5 separate regions of the Mus musculus genome follow, and regions 2, 3, 4 and 5 are each linked to region 1. Evidence: chromatin contacts called from public Hi-C and promoter capture Hi-C data. All regions are on one chromosome and are shown on one strand. Each heading gives the region's core, a stretch centred on a gene start, on an enhancer-like site or on the middle of the called end of the contact. The rest is flanking DNA. Distances are from core to core; before and after follow the strand shown. Region 1 holds the start of Zim1 (zinc finger, imprinted 1). Region 2 holds the start of Zfp418 (zinc finger protein 418). Region 3 holds the start of Zfp954 (zinc finger protein 954). Region 4 holds the start of Zfp583 (zinc finger protein 583). Region 5 holds the start of Zfp28 (zinc finger protein 28).

What was found. Promoter capture Hi-C pulls out the DNA fragments that hold promoters and counts their contacts. Hi-C and Micro-C count contacts between places; a contact is called where the count stands out from the background.
Region 2: a contact with region 1 is called in a promoter capture Hi-C map of hippocampal neurons, with 4 times the contacts expected there. The contact joins the promoter of Zfp418 here to the promoter of Zim1 in region 1. A contact is called at or near these places in 10 of 39 promoter capture datasets (cranial neural crest, embryonic stem cells, frontonasal cranial neural crest and 5 more).
Region 3: a contact with region 1 is called in a Hi-C map of rod photoreceptor, with 4 times the contacts expected there. The contact joins the promoter of Zfp954 here to the promoter of Zim1 in region 1. A contact is called at or near these places in 10 of 39 promoter capture datasets (the 3T3-L1 cell line, cranial neural crest, embryonic stem cells and 6 more), 1 of 484 Hi-C or Micro-C datasets (rod photoreceptor) and 2 of 115 datasets of contacts at active chromatin or transcription factors (astrocytes and stem cell-derived neural progenitor cells).
Region 4: a promoter capture Hi-C map of liver shows a contact between it and region 1, with 6 times the contacts expected there. The contact joins the promoter of Zfp583 here to the promoter of Zim1 in region 1. A contact is called at or near these places in 6 of 39 promoter capture datasets (the 3T3-L1 cell line, cranial neural crest, hippocampal neurons and 2 more) and 3 of 115 datasets of contacts at active chromatin or transcription factors (embryonic stem cells, fibro-adipogenic progenitors and stem cell-derived neural progenitor cells).
Region 5: a contact with region 1 is called in a promoter capture Hi-C map of hippocampal neurons, with 5 times the contacts expected there. The contact joins the promoter of Zfp28 here to the promoter of Zim1 in region 1. A contact is called at or near these places in 12 of 39 promoter capture datasets (the 3T3-L1 cell line, cranial neural crest, embryonic stem cells and 7 more), 3 of 115 datasets of contacts at active chromatin or transcription factors (embryonic stem cells and stem cell-derived neural progenitor cells) and 4 of 9 other capture datasets (adipose tissue, embryonic stem cells, liver and 1 more).

Annotation. Positions count from the first base shown.
Region 1 is chr7:6,695,163-6,697,699 of GRCm38.p6, forward strand. It overlaps Zim1 (zinc finger, imprinted 1), which reads right to left and starts at 1,270. Exons shown (of 8, transcript NM_011769.4): 1 at 1,207-1,270; 2 at 488-610.
Region 2 is chr7:7,170,092-7,172,628 of GRCm38.p6, forward strand. It overlaps Zfp418 (zinc finger protein 418), which reads left to right and starts at 1,262. Exons shown (of 4, transcript NM_146179.2): 1 at 1,262-1,467; 2 at 2,046-2,084. The coding sequence starts at 1,441.
Region 3 is chr7:7,120,209-7,122,745 of GRCm38.p6, forward strand. Zfp954 (zinc finger protein 954) reads right to left here and starts at 1,268. Exons shown (of 5, transcript NM_172738.3): 1 at 1,015-1,268. The coding sequence starts at 1,092.
Region 4 is chr7:6,329,164-6,331,700 of GRCm38.p6, forward strand. It overlaps Zfp583 (zinc finger protein 583), which reads right to left and starts at 1,271. Exons shown (of 5, transcript NM_001033249.3): 1 at 907-1,271; 2 at 92-153. The coding sequence starts at 100.
Region 5 is chr7:6,382,047-6,384,583 of GRCm38.p6, forward strand. Zfp28 (zinc finger protein 28) reads left to right here and starts at 1,272. Exons shown (of 7, transcript NM_175247.3): 1 at 1,272-1,555; 2 at 2,129-2,220. The coding sequence starts at 1,348. Zfp78 (zinc finger protein 78) reads left to right here. Exons shown (of 5, transcript NM_001025163.1): 5 at 1-559.

The DNA.
Region 1 (2,537 bases), core at 20-2,519:
AACAGGACATTTGCCTGAATGGGACTTCGGGGCTGTCTTCTGGGCTTGGGTCGAAATTATCCAGGGTTTCATACTGCTCACCGGCCACTAGGTAGGGGAGAAATGCCTGGCCTGGCTGCAACCTTGCCTTGGATATCCACAAGTTTAGCTAATAGCTATCCAGAGAGCATACCAATGTGTTAGTGACCAAACTCATTGATCACCTAGACGAGATGCTATATGCACAAACTATCACCCTTACTTACATATAAGCAAACACATATGAATACTCAAATACACATAAACAACCCAATGGAATAGAATCAATTGCATACAAATCAGTAAGATGCAATTCACGAACTATATACAAACCCAGGCCATGTAAATCCACAGTTGAATTGAGCCCCAACTCCTTCAACCATCCCAACACATTCCCCGCCATACCACAGATACAAATACAACCTAAAATCTGCACAACCTCCCTCTGCCAGGCATACTATGAACTCACAATCTGGGACCAGCTAGCTGGTTCAGCTGGTAAAGGCGATTGCTGCCAAGCCTTATAACTCGAGTTCCATCGCTGGGACCCACATAGTAGGAAAAAACAGGCTGTTGTGAGTTGTCCAAAGACCTACACACACATACAAACACACAAAATTAATTAATTAATTAAATTTAAAAATTCACACTCACAGTGTTATTACATAAAATCTATATTAGTAGATCCACAGAATGAGACACATAGTCGGGCTCAAATACAGACACATTTCCCAACACACAAATACAAGATCATATAATCACACTTGACCACATCAGCACAGTCAGGCAGTTGGGCAAAACTCACAACTACAGCTCATCCGTATACAAAAACAGATACAGTTACAAAGTAGAACACAAGCTCACGCACACCCACATAAGAAGAGAATTCGAGTCTACAGTGTTCAAACAACCCAGCTAGGACCAACTACAACCACACAGGCGAGACAAACTAAGCCACCCATAAACGTAAAGTTGTGGAAGAAAGCTGACACATTGCAGGGACCAAACCCTCCAAATAGGAGTTACACAAATCTCCATAACGTAGCAGAAGTATGTCTAAGAGCTGTGCCACACTATTCCCTCGCACACCCCCTACCCAGACCACTGTCCTCTACAGAGCTGTGATAGGGTGGGGACCCACCCAGCATGCAGACACCCTGCCCTCTCAGTCCTCTCCCGTGTTCTTGCCTCTCGTCCTCGCGCTTGGTTATCCGTCCGTCCGCACTCGCCTCCAGGCACCGCAGCCTGCGGCCACCCGGAGTGGAATGCCGCGGGATGACTTTCAAAACCCAAGTCCCCAGCTCTAGGGCACCGCCCACAGGACTACATGTCCCAGAAGGTCTCACGCCGTCCAGCCTGAGGCTCCAGGCTATGGAGCGCCCAGCACCCGGCACAGCGCGCTGGGACCTGTGGGAAATGTAGTCCCCAGCAAGATGCGCTCGCTATAAGCGTTCCTCAGACGCTCTGCCCTTCTGTGGCTCCACTTCTAGTACTATAGAGAAATTGCGTCTCCTGGTGGAAAAATTTCCTTCGGTAGTAAAATTTCTAAATTGATAGAGGCCGATGGTAGAAAAGGGAAAGATTTTTAAGATTATGTGATGACACGCTGAGGTAGAGTGGTTTGGTTTGGTTTGGGACAGGGTTTCACTATGTAGACCTCAACCTCAGGATCCCCTTGCCCTGAGCTGGGATTACTGGACGGAGTCACCAGCACTCTTCTGTTTTCACTTCTTTGCTTCTAGACCTACTTTACCATTAAAGTCACAGCGTAGACTTGGGGAGCGTCTTAGTCAGGGTTTCTATTCCTGCACAAACATCATGACCAAGAAGCAGTTGAGGAGGAAAGGGTTTATTCACCTTACATTTCCACATTGCTGTTCATCACTGAAGAAGTCAGGACTGGAACTCAAGCAGGTCAGGGAGCAGGAGCTGATGCAGAGGCCATGGAGGGATGTTCTTAACTGGCTTGCTTCCCCTGGCTTGCTCAGCTGCTCTCTTATAGAACCAAGACTACCAGCCCAGAGATGGTCCCACCCACAAGGGGCCTTTCTCCCTTGATCACTAATTCAGAAAAAGCCTTACAGTTGGATCTCATGGAGGCATTTCCTCAACTAAAGCTCCTTTCTCTGTGATAACTCCAGCTGTGTCAAGTTGACACAAAACTAGCCAGTACAGGGAGTATTTCTCAGCTAGTAGAAAGACTCCTCGGCTTCTACAAGTGGTATCCCCTTCACCGCTGATCTGGGCTAAGCTTCCCACTGTTGTACAGGGATTATAGGGTGTTGAGGATTATAGGTATGTCAGGGGGAGAAAAATGTGCCCACTATCCCTGCAGATACATCATTAATGCTTCGTAATATTCACACCCTCTGTTGTAGGGTATGCAATTTCTCTCCTGAAGGTGGAATACAAACTTCCTTATTCCAGGAAGTTTGCTTTAGCCAACAGAATGAAGTGGGTAGCACTGACTCCTAAGTGTCAACGGGTTGTTCACTGATTCTCTTGGTGTGGAGGTTTGA
Region 2 (2,537 bases), core at 12-2,511, 470 kb after region 1:
CCTTCTCTGTCTCTGTCTCTGTCTCTGTCTCTGTCTCTGTCTCTTCTCTTCACTTCTTCCCTTGAATTCTCTCTCTCTCTTGGTCTGTCTGAATCTTTCTAGATGCCTCAGTCTATACTCTCCCTTACATCTACAATAAAAATTTCCTCTTCCACCATACCCTGGAGCTATTGTGTCTTAATTTTCATTCAGAGGGAAAAGCAAAACAGCCTGAATGTTAAATTGTGTGTCCTTCAGAACAGGTATAAAGTGAACATTTCTAACAAAATTTACTACTGTTTCTCCTAGGATATAAAAATCTCTGTAATGTGCCCAGAGTGATGGCCCATGCCTTTAATTCCAGCACTCCAGAGACAGGAGGATCCCTATGAGTTAGGGAACAGCGTAGTTTACATAGTGAGTTCCAGGCCAGCCAGGCTTATGAAGTGATGCCTTGTCTTAAAACAAAGAAACAAATAATACATTAATAAGTTATTGTATTGAAAAAGAACAATTCAGCCATAGGAAGCTCATGCCTGGGGAGAAAGCTCAGTCAGGAACTCCGTCATTGCCTCACCTTGCCCTCCCCACCCTGTTAGCTTCTGCTAGTGCTGTGAATACCTGATTGGATGATGTTGTCCCTTTATGGTGCTCCTTGTTCTTTCCTGAAGTTACCTGATAGGACATTGTTCTGCGGGGGATCTCCCCCATTAGGACTCACAGATGGCTGCCTTGTTTGGTTTTTGCTGGATATTTTCTCCCAACTAGATGTTTTGGTATTTCTTTCTTCATATTTATTCTTCAATTTGGCTTACTCTATATTTAACTCACTCATTCTAAATGCAGAGTGGCTTACAAAACCTCTCAAGAGAGGCTCGAAAAGTTTTTCCTGTCTGCTGTTTTAACTTTCAAAATTTGGGCTAAATTATCTCTATTTAAAACATGCTACAGTGTGTCGAATATCTTTCCATAAGTAGCAACATATTTCTTCACTAAGCATGGTCAGAGATGTGTCAGCATTGCATCTGGAGTGTTTTCCTTTATAAATACATATAGGTTCCCCCAAATAAAATCCCAAATAAAATCCCCACTCTTCCTTTACTGCAGAAATATTCTGAAACAAATTAAGATCATTGTGAGGATGGATTATGGGCTGCTGTTGGTTCAAGCCTGAGCAGTAGGAACTACATTACCCACAATGCCAAGAGCAGAGTAGCAAACTGCTGAGCCAAAGAGGGCAGTTTCTGCCTGGGAAGGTCGACAGACATTGGGCGGTACTTCCTGCATTTTGTCCTGTCTTTGGTTTAACTGTCCATGGGTTGGTATTTGGAGGATTCTGAGCTTTAAAATCAGCAAGTTAGACTAAAGGTACGAGAGCGAACAGGCACTGGGTGTCGGCCAAGCAGACCATCATCAGCCGCGGCGGCCGTGCACCGGCCCCTGCGTACTCTACAGAGCCGGATGGCGGCGCTGAAGCACCTGGCTCAGGTAAGTGCCACATACTAGGCGCTCCCTCTCCCTAGATACTTTGAGTCCTAGAGCCCCTTGAGGACTCCCGCTCAGCTCACATCCTTATGAAAAACTTAATCCCTGTGTCCAGAACAGTGCCAAGCTCGTGGATGGGATCCGCATTTCTCGTAACTAGTCTGATGAGGCATGGAAGAGTGGGACCAAGAGAAGAGTGATTGACTGATTTGTGTGGGCAGTATCACGTTTGGCCACTTTAACCGGGAGCATTCCAGCCTAAAAAAACGGCAAGGTGAGGTGCATTAACTATGCCCTCACTACGGAGGAGCCAGCGGGACTGAATGGAAGATAAATGTAGCTAGAGGTTATTCAAAATATTCCAAAAGCTGCACAGAGTTAGAGCGGGCTGGAAGAGAATAATATGGAGCCCTCAGGAGAATAAAGCTTTGTGCAACATCCCGCAGCTGCTATGACTCAGCACTATGCATAGTTTAGAGATAATTTAGATATAAAAGGTTATGAAGATTCAGGACTGGACAGGGGTCCAGGTCCATGAAAACTTACCATGGTCTTTGATTCTTACAACTTTCTTCCCACAGGTTCCCAGATCTACAGAAAAGGGTATGGTCTGTATACAGGTGAGTGTGGGGTGTTCTAGTAAGTTCACCAGTGTGGCCACACTTCTTGCCTCACGTTGGTAGTGGAATTCATTTTTGTGGGGGTTCTTAAGAATGGAATGTAACATTTAGCATGGAGGCATATCCCTGGAGTCTGAACACTAGAGAGGACCAAGGCACGTTCAAAGCCAGCCTGGGATACATGGTGAGACCCTAAGAAAGAATGAGTGATTGATAAGATAGCTCAGTTGGTAAAGGCACTTGCTACCAAGCCTGAGTACTTAAGTCAGTCCCCAGAACCTACATGATAAAGGGAGAGAACTGATTCCTGAAAATTGTGCCCTGCTTTTCTACTTGTACACTCACATACATATGCATACTGGGAGAAAATAAATAAATAAATAAATAAATAAATAAATAAATAAATAAATACAAAAAGAGGGAGACTGAGATTTCAAAACCCAGTAGTATAGT
Region 3 (2,537 bases), core at 18-2,517, 430 kb after region 1:
ACGCTCCTTTAATGCCAGAACTAGGGAGGCAGAGACAGGTAGATCTTTGAGTTCAGGGCTAGGCTGATTTACAGAGAGAGTTCCAGGACAGTCAGGGCTACACAGAGAAACCCTGTCTCTATAAAAAGCCAAGGGGAAAATGAAAAAAAAAAGTTATTGGGTAAGCATGGTGTGCATCCCTTTAACTGCAACACTTGGAAGGCAAAGGAAGGCAGATCTCGGAGACTGAGGCAAGCACTGGCTACATAGGCCAGCCAGACCTGAGTTCCAGGGGGAAAAGTAGTTAACACAGCAGACTTTAGTTAAATGCTGAATGTTTTCACATAAGTAAGTAAGTAAGTAAGTAAATGAATGAATGAATAATAAAAGGGAAAGAAAGTACTACTTTAAAGTCAAACAAGCAGGAAGTGGGAGGTCCTGCCTTTAATCCAATCACTCTAAAGGATTGCAAGTTTGATTCTAGCCTCGTTTACATAGCCTCGTTTACATATGTCTCAAAAAAATTCAGATATTTGAAGACTAATCTCTCCCTCTATGGTCTACAACCCTAACTGCTGCATTAGTCCACAGCATTTACCTAAGGATTCATAGATCTCTGTCTCCATCCACATAACTTCATCCTTGCTCAATATTCCCCCGGAGATGCTTGGGAAAGTTTGAATAGATCAAGTTTCACCTCTGTTCAAATCTTCCATGGCTACCAGTCTCTCTATAAACAAAAGTCAGGTCCTTAGGGGTACTGGGCCCTTTTTCCCTCATCTAAAACGCCAGTAGAGGTCACCCCAGGGCTCTGTCTCCGAGCTCAGGCCCGCCCACAAGCCTTGGGAGGTACAGTCCAACAGGCACTGTGAGTCAGAGGGGATGGCTCTAGCGATCTAGCACACAGATGTCAAAAAACATTATTTCGTTCATCCGTACCCTACAGTCGGGGACATGAACGTCTGCCCTGTTGGCTCCTGACCCAGATCTCAGTGCTCTAGAACTCAGGTAGGTGGGCGATCACTAGGCACTCACCTGGGGCAGGGCTCCACCCGCAGCCTCCACAATCACCATCGGGCTCCAGAGGATGGTGGGGCCCTGGGAAGTCGCCATCCGCACTCGAAGCCTGGATCAGATCACACGAGCTGTCGCAAACCTCAGATCCGTCTCTGTGACGGGGGACAAACGCTTTTAACGTGCCGGCTTTCCTGCCATGGCCAAAGCAGATGACACCAGTTTTCTGTGAGCCATACTGACGGGTCCAGGAAGTTACAAAGAACCTCCAGCACGCAAAGCCAAAAGTCCCGCCCAACGGTTCTCGCCGTCGCTGAAATGCCCATTTTCATTGGCTGAGTTTCATGCAATGTTTTCTGGGCAATGTAGTTCATGCAGGAGCAAATTTCTGCGATCCGGACACAACTGCCCTGCTTGACAAGACCAAGTTTCAGTGGATTTCTTGGCACTGGCGTGGAGACTATTTTCTCCACACCGTTTTCTACCTTAGGTGAGTTAGATGTGGATTAGAAATAGTAGAGGCTGAGTCACAAGGTCAGGCTTGCTGGAACTCTTAAATTACAGAACTGCAGGCAGAGGCAGGTAGATTTCTGTGTTTTCGAAGCTGTCATAGTGTGTTCCAGGCCAGACAGGGCTACATAGTGAAACCTTGTTTTATTTGATGTCTAGAAATACAGGAGACGGGCAAAGTTGAATTTTGCATTTGAGACATTTGCCTTGTGTGAAATGATACTCGCCAGGTTCGTGGGCTAATAAATACAGAAATGGTGACCATGGAAGAGGGGAAAAGGACATGTTTGGATTGGATTCAAAGATTCCTTCACCACAGGACTCTAGATTCAGACACTTCTCACACCACTATGGAGTCGTCAGGATTAATGCTTCTATTGTGCTAAGAGAAAATTAAAGGAACATTTAGGAACATTTAGGAAGCTTTGCTGTACTCCCCCCCCCCCCCAAGACTGCTCTGGAAAATGCGAACACGGGCGTATCTGTAATCATGACAGTGTCCGCAGAAGTCCTGTTAATTTCATGCATATCGCTTCTCCACTTTCCCCTTCTGCAACTGTCCCGGTTTCCCATGGTCCACATTGTCTGAACTACAATACCCAGAAGAGATGGCTCATACACCTTTAATTCCAGCACTTGAGAGGCAGAGACAAATGGATCTTGGAGTTCAAGGCTAACTTTCTCTACAGAGCAATTTCCAGTAATACACAAGAAACCCTTTTACTAAAAGAAAAACAAGGTTGGAAGGTAGGAGCGGAGATAGGTTTTGTCTTCTGACATCTGGACAAGTCTGAAATCTGCTGCCTTAGTGTGACTGATTCTAAGCCTTAAGTAGGAATGCCTCTATTCATGAGCCTCTCAGGTCAGCTGGGTCAGCTGGGCTGCAAACTCTTGATGCAGATGAGATGGTACATGGTCCCCGGTCTACTGATGTTACAGAACCCTGGGGTCTGGATAATGAGCCCAGGCACAGGGCTGATGTCCCTGATAGCAATCCAGTCCTAGAAGGTTGTTTTTATTGTTTTTATTTTTAC
Region 4 (2,537 bases), core at 21-2,520, 370 kb before region 1:
TTTTGTCAGGCAGCTGAATTTCTGAAATCAAAGTGGTTTAGCCTGACTGATAAATAAGGTGGCATTCCAGGGAAAAAGAAACGCTTCTTACCTTGGACATGGCGTTAAAGCTTCAAGAATGTATGGCTGTGTTTCTGGGAGCAGGGAGGTGTCCTAAGAAAGTAAAGTGGACAGAAACAGGAAACTGTAAGTTCCAGGTGTATCCTGCAGCCCCAGCATCACACCTCTGTCCTTCTCCTCCCTCCACAGACATGCATTTGAGGTATCCCTACATTTAACAATGCTTTTCCTATGTACTGTATAGTTCTGGGACTCAACATATATTTTATGTCTAAGTTATCTCTTTCACTTATGTCTGAGCAATTTAAGACTGGCATTATTAGATTAGAATCTTCCACCTTTCACACATGAAGGTTTACATCATTGAAGATACACAAGGCAATAGTTGAGAAAATAACTGTGCCAAACTGGAAACTAGACTGGAATTTATAGTGTATAGATGACGTTAAAAGGAAGTATATCTCCACCCTTTCCATAAGGATGAGATGTAGGCCATCAAGTGAAGCTACTTTGCACAGAGTGGGTAGCAAAGGGACCATGTGATCTAGAAGACAGTGGACCAGGATCAGGATACCCTACAAATGCCCCCCCCCGCCCTTCCCCCCCTATGATATCTCATACTGTCACATATTTTCCAGCACTGTCTGTCTCAAACAGTTACACTGTTTAGATGCAATGAAATAGCCCTATACACTGTTATTCGGGCCCATACATTGTCACAGGCTCCATCCCAGCTGGTAGCAAAAGTCTTGCTGTAATAATATCACATAGTCCCAAATGCAGCCTCAAAGCCCCTCATGGCGTCTTTATCCCCACATTCCACATTGTCACAGACCCCCCTTGTACCTGGTGGCATAGTCTTGTGTATTCACACACATCCTTATGGGATCTCACAGTCTCATACACCATCATAGGCCCTTCAACACTGTGACATGGTCTCATAGTGCTACACCTATTGTCCCAGCCTCTCACTCTATGTCATAGCCAGCATTCAGTCTCACAAACTGTCACAGGCCCTGACAGTACTCTTGGCACAGTCTCAAGCCTCAGGCCTTCACAATAAAGTGGCTTGGTCTCAACCCTGTCAGATAGGTTTCCAAACACATTCTCCCACATGCTGTCATATACAGTCAACACGCTGTCACAACCCCTCAGTTTCAAGCAGTATTCAGTCTCACAGCCACAGGCATCTCGTACACAAGGTGTGGTCTGACACTGCCACTCAGATCCCCACTCCAAAGTGCTCACATATAATACACCCTCCACTGTGCAGTCACCCACACTGTCACAGCCTTTCAGTCTTACACAGTGTATGCAGTACCAGACCCCCTCACACGGTGTGGGGTCTCACTGTCATATGAGTCTTCAGACACATTCTCCCACATGATCCCTTATATTGTCACAATCTGTCACACACAATGTCACAGCCTCGGTCTCACACAGTATTTAGTCTCACAGTCAGAAGTCCTTAATACACAGTGATCCAGTCTAACACTGTCACTCAGCTGATCCCTCCCCGGTACAATCACATACACTGTCACAGTCTTTTAGTCTCACAGAGTATTCAGTCACAGGCCCCCCTCATGCAAGTGGGTGGTCTCATACTGTCACACACATGATAACCACCTCAGTCTCACACAGTGTACAGGCTCAGCCACAGTCACTCACTCATGTTCCCACACACATCCCCTAGCGCTATCACACACTGGCACAAGCCTCTCTCTCTGTTTCATGTATCTCCATACTCACAGTCACAGGCTCCCCCCATTATGGGGTGCTGTCTTATAATGTCACATACATTGTCACCGCCTCAGTCTCACATAGTTGCAACCTTACAATCATAATAGGCCCCTCATATACGGTGGCGTGGTCTCGCACGGTCACTCTGCACCCACTACACTTTCTCCCACGCGGTACCTTGATCCTCACCGAGCGTCTCCTCAGTCCTCGTCACCTCTCACTCGGCGCCGAGGCAGATCTGGCCGGGGCCGGGGCTCGATCTCGCGGCGCCGGTAGAGCTCACAAAGGCGCGGCTGCGGAGCGACTCCGCGCAAGGGCCTCTGGGAGGTGGAGTACTGCGCTTGACTGGAGCGGCGTAAGGCATGCTGGGAACGCCTTTTAGGGCGCGGCTTTCGGGGGTCCTAGAATCTCCGCTGAATTCTGTCTCTTCCCTTCCGGTCGTCAGAACCAGAACTCACTCAGGCTGCGCAGGAGCTGCTTGCTCTCCTCGGTCTCTTAGACGAGGAGTCGGGGGTGGGGGTAGTTGTGGTGGTGGTGGTGGTGGTGGGGGGGCTGTGCTCGAGCACGCATGCGCAGTGCTAGCTGGCCGGTGCCCTGTCCAGAGCAGCGGATGAAAATTGGTCATCTCCTGGTTCAGGGCCCACGTTGCTGGGTTTCTTTCTCCCTTGTTTGTTTACCTTCTCTCTGCCTTACCTTTTCACGCATCATTCATTACTCGCCTTCTGTATGTCAGACTC
Region 5 (2,537 bases), core at 22-2,521, 310 kb before region 1:
CACAACACTCTCTCAGATGATAACTGAATGACAAAAATAGGCAGCTCACAGTCCTAAATGGGACATTCTTGTATACCTTCTCAAGGGTCTGGGAACATCGTATTAGACGAAGGAGAAAGAATGTAAGAGTCTGAGAATGGCAAGGAGTGCTGTGGAATGGTTTTGGGCATGTTGTGCTCATGAACTCATAGAAACTGATTACCAGCACAAGATTGCTGGTAATTACCAGCGCCGATCAATATTATAGCCATTGATAGAGGAAGGGCGTACCCCTCCACACCTAGCTGAGGAGCTATAAGCAAATGATGGCAGCTGAGAGAGTGGGAGTCATTTTTCTTTGGGGATGTGGCCTCTGGTAGATTGTTCATGTCACACTCCACTGGTATACTGGTAGGCGGCACTAACAGGGCTATATTTAAAAAAAAAGTGTGGTGGGGTGGCAAAAGGAATGTGGAAGTATTGGGGATGGTTGGGAGAGGAGATGTGTTGGATATGATCAAGATACAGTATATATACATGTATGAAACCGACAAAGAATAAACTGCGCTCCCCTCACCTCACCCCGCTTCCCCGTTTCTCTGTGTAGCCCTGACTGTCCTGGAACTCGCTCTGCAGATCAGGTTGGTCTCGAATTCTGAGATCCGGCTGTCTCTTACTCCCGGGCACTGCGATTAAAGGCAAGAGTGAACATATTAAAGAGGCACCGCAGAAGAAAACCTGGGGAAACCTGCAGACCTAAAACTTGGTAGTACATACAGAGGGGCATTTTGAACACTAGGCACTAAAGTCGAGGTGGTCTAGTGGAGAGGTGAAGATTGCAATGGCAGCAACTGAATCCCAAACTGAAAAGTACATGCAACCAGAACCACTGTGGACTTGCCAAAAGCCCGCATTGCCCCAGCCCAATTCACAGCATCCTCCAACTCCCCTTCCTCCAAACAACCTCAAATCGCGCGCCACTAGCCCTGCCGCTGCACTCGTACGCTCCAATTGTCACCAGGACTCCCAGAAGCCTCTGAGGAACTGTTTTGAATTTCGCGGGACTCGTGTTTCCGGCAGGGTCCCGCGGTTCTCCCACAGGGTCTTGTAAAAACCAGCTGGGCTCTAAAGGATTTCTCCGCTGGGGACTACACTTCCCAGGGGGCCTTGTGCTCAAGCAAAGTCCACTTCCGGTGCGTTCCGGAGGAACTGCCTGAGGGTCCGATCTTTTAGGGCGGGGTTGGGCAGGGCGAGGGCGTGGCTGGCGAGGGCGTGGCGGGCGTGGGTGTTGCCGGGGGTGTGTCCCTGAGCAGCGGCCTTGAAGGGTGTCTGCAGCCTGGCTAGGAGAGCGTGCGCCCCTCGCGTGACATGCAGGGAATGGCGAGTGTAGTGTCATGCGAACCCTGGGCCCTCCTGGGGCGTGGCGCCCTCTGCACAAAGGCCAGGCCTGGTGGAGGTCCGGCGGCGGGGACTGTAGTTGCTCCTGGGAGCCCCGACCGGGGAAGGCCGCGCTCCAGGAACAGCCTGGCCTCCCAGGATCAGCAAGGAGCAGTGACCTCGGGGACCGCGCACAAAGGTGAGTGTCATGTTTCTGGGCTGAGTGGACAAAGATGAATCTATTCTGGGTGTGAAGGAAGGGTAAGGTCCGATGGTTCTCGAGGCCTTGGTGCTGGAGATGGTGTCTCTGGGCGCGTGATTGTGATGGTTAAATAACCAATCCTCGAAAGCTCAACTTGAGGCAGAGAAGTCAGGCAGAGGTGCTGGAGGGACGTTGACAACTACAGGGTCAACTTAGTTTAGACTTGTATCCATGTCAATGCTTCAAGAAATGAAACTCCCAGTGCGACAAGAGATGGCTTAGCCATTGTACTTGTTCCTCTTGCAGAGGTTCCTAGCACCCACATAGTGAGTCACAACCATCCCTAACTCCTATTGCAGGGGATAGAACATTCTCCTCTGAACTTTGTGGGCATCAGGCACACACACGTGGTGCACATATATTCATGCAAGTAAGACGAGAAAAGAGACAACCTGATTCCACATCCTACCCTGTCCTTACTCCCGCACAGGGTAATAAGGGTTTGGCATCTCTGCTCATGCACGGTGTAGTCTCGTGTAGATTTGGTGTCTAGTCCTTCCTTTCCTCCAGCTCTGTTTTCCAGAGATACCAACTTCCTCCAGGAGATAAACCGCAAACAGGAAGCTGCCCCTACAGGGACTAGACATAAAGCCAAGTCGCAGGTGAGTCACATTTCCTCTTTGCTTCCTGAAACAGTCTTGCCTTTTCAATACTTAATGGTGTTTATTTTCTGTGAAAAGTTTTCAGTTTAAGAGACCTGTCCTGGGTGCTGTTTCTTCCTACTCCGGTGAGTGATGGGCTACAGGGCTAGCTTCAAACTGATTCTCTTTCCTTTTCATCCCAACTGTTCCTTCTTGGTTGAAGAAATGATTCATCCCTTTCATTGTCCCATTTATCTCAGAAGGGTTTTTTTGTTTGTTTGTCTTTTGTTTTGGATAAGGTCTATCTACATAGCTCTGGCTGCCCTGCAACTCACTAT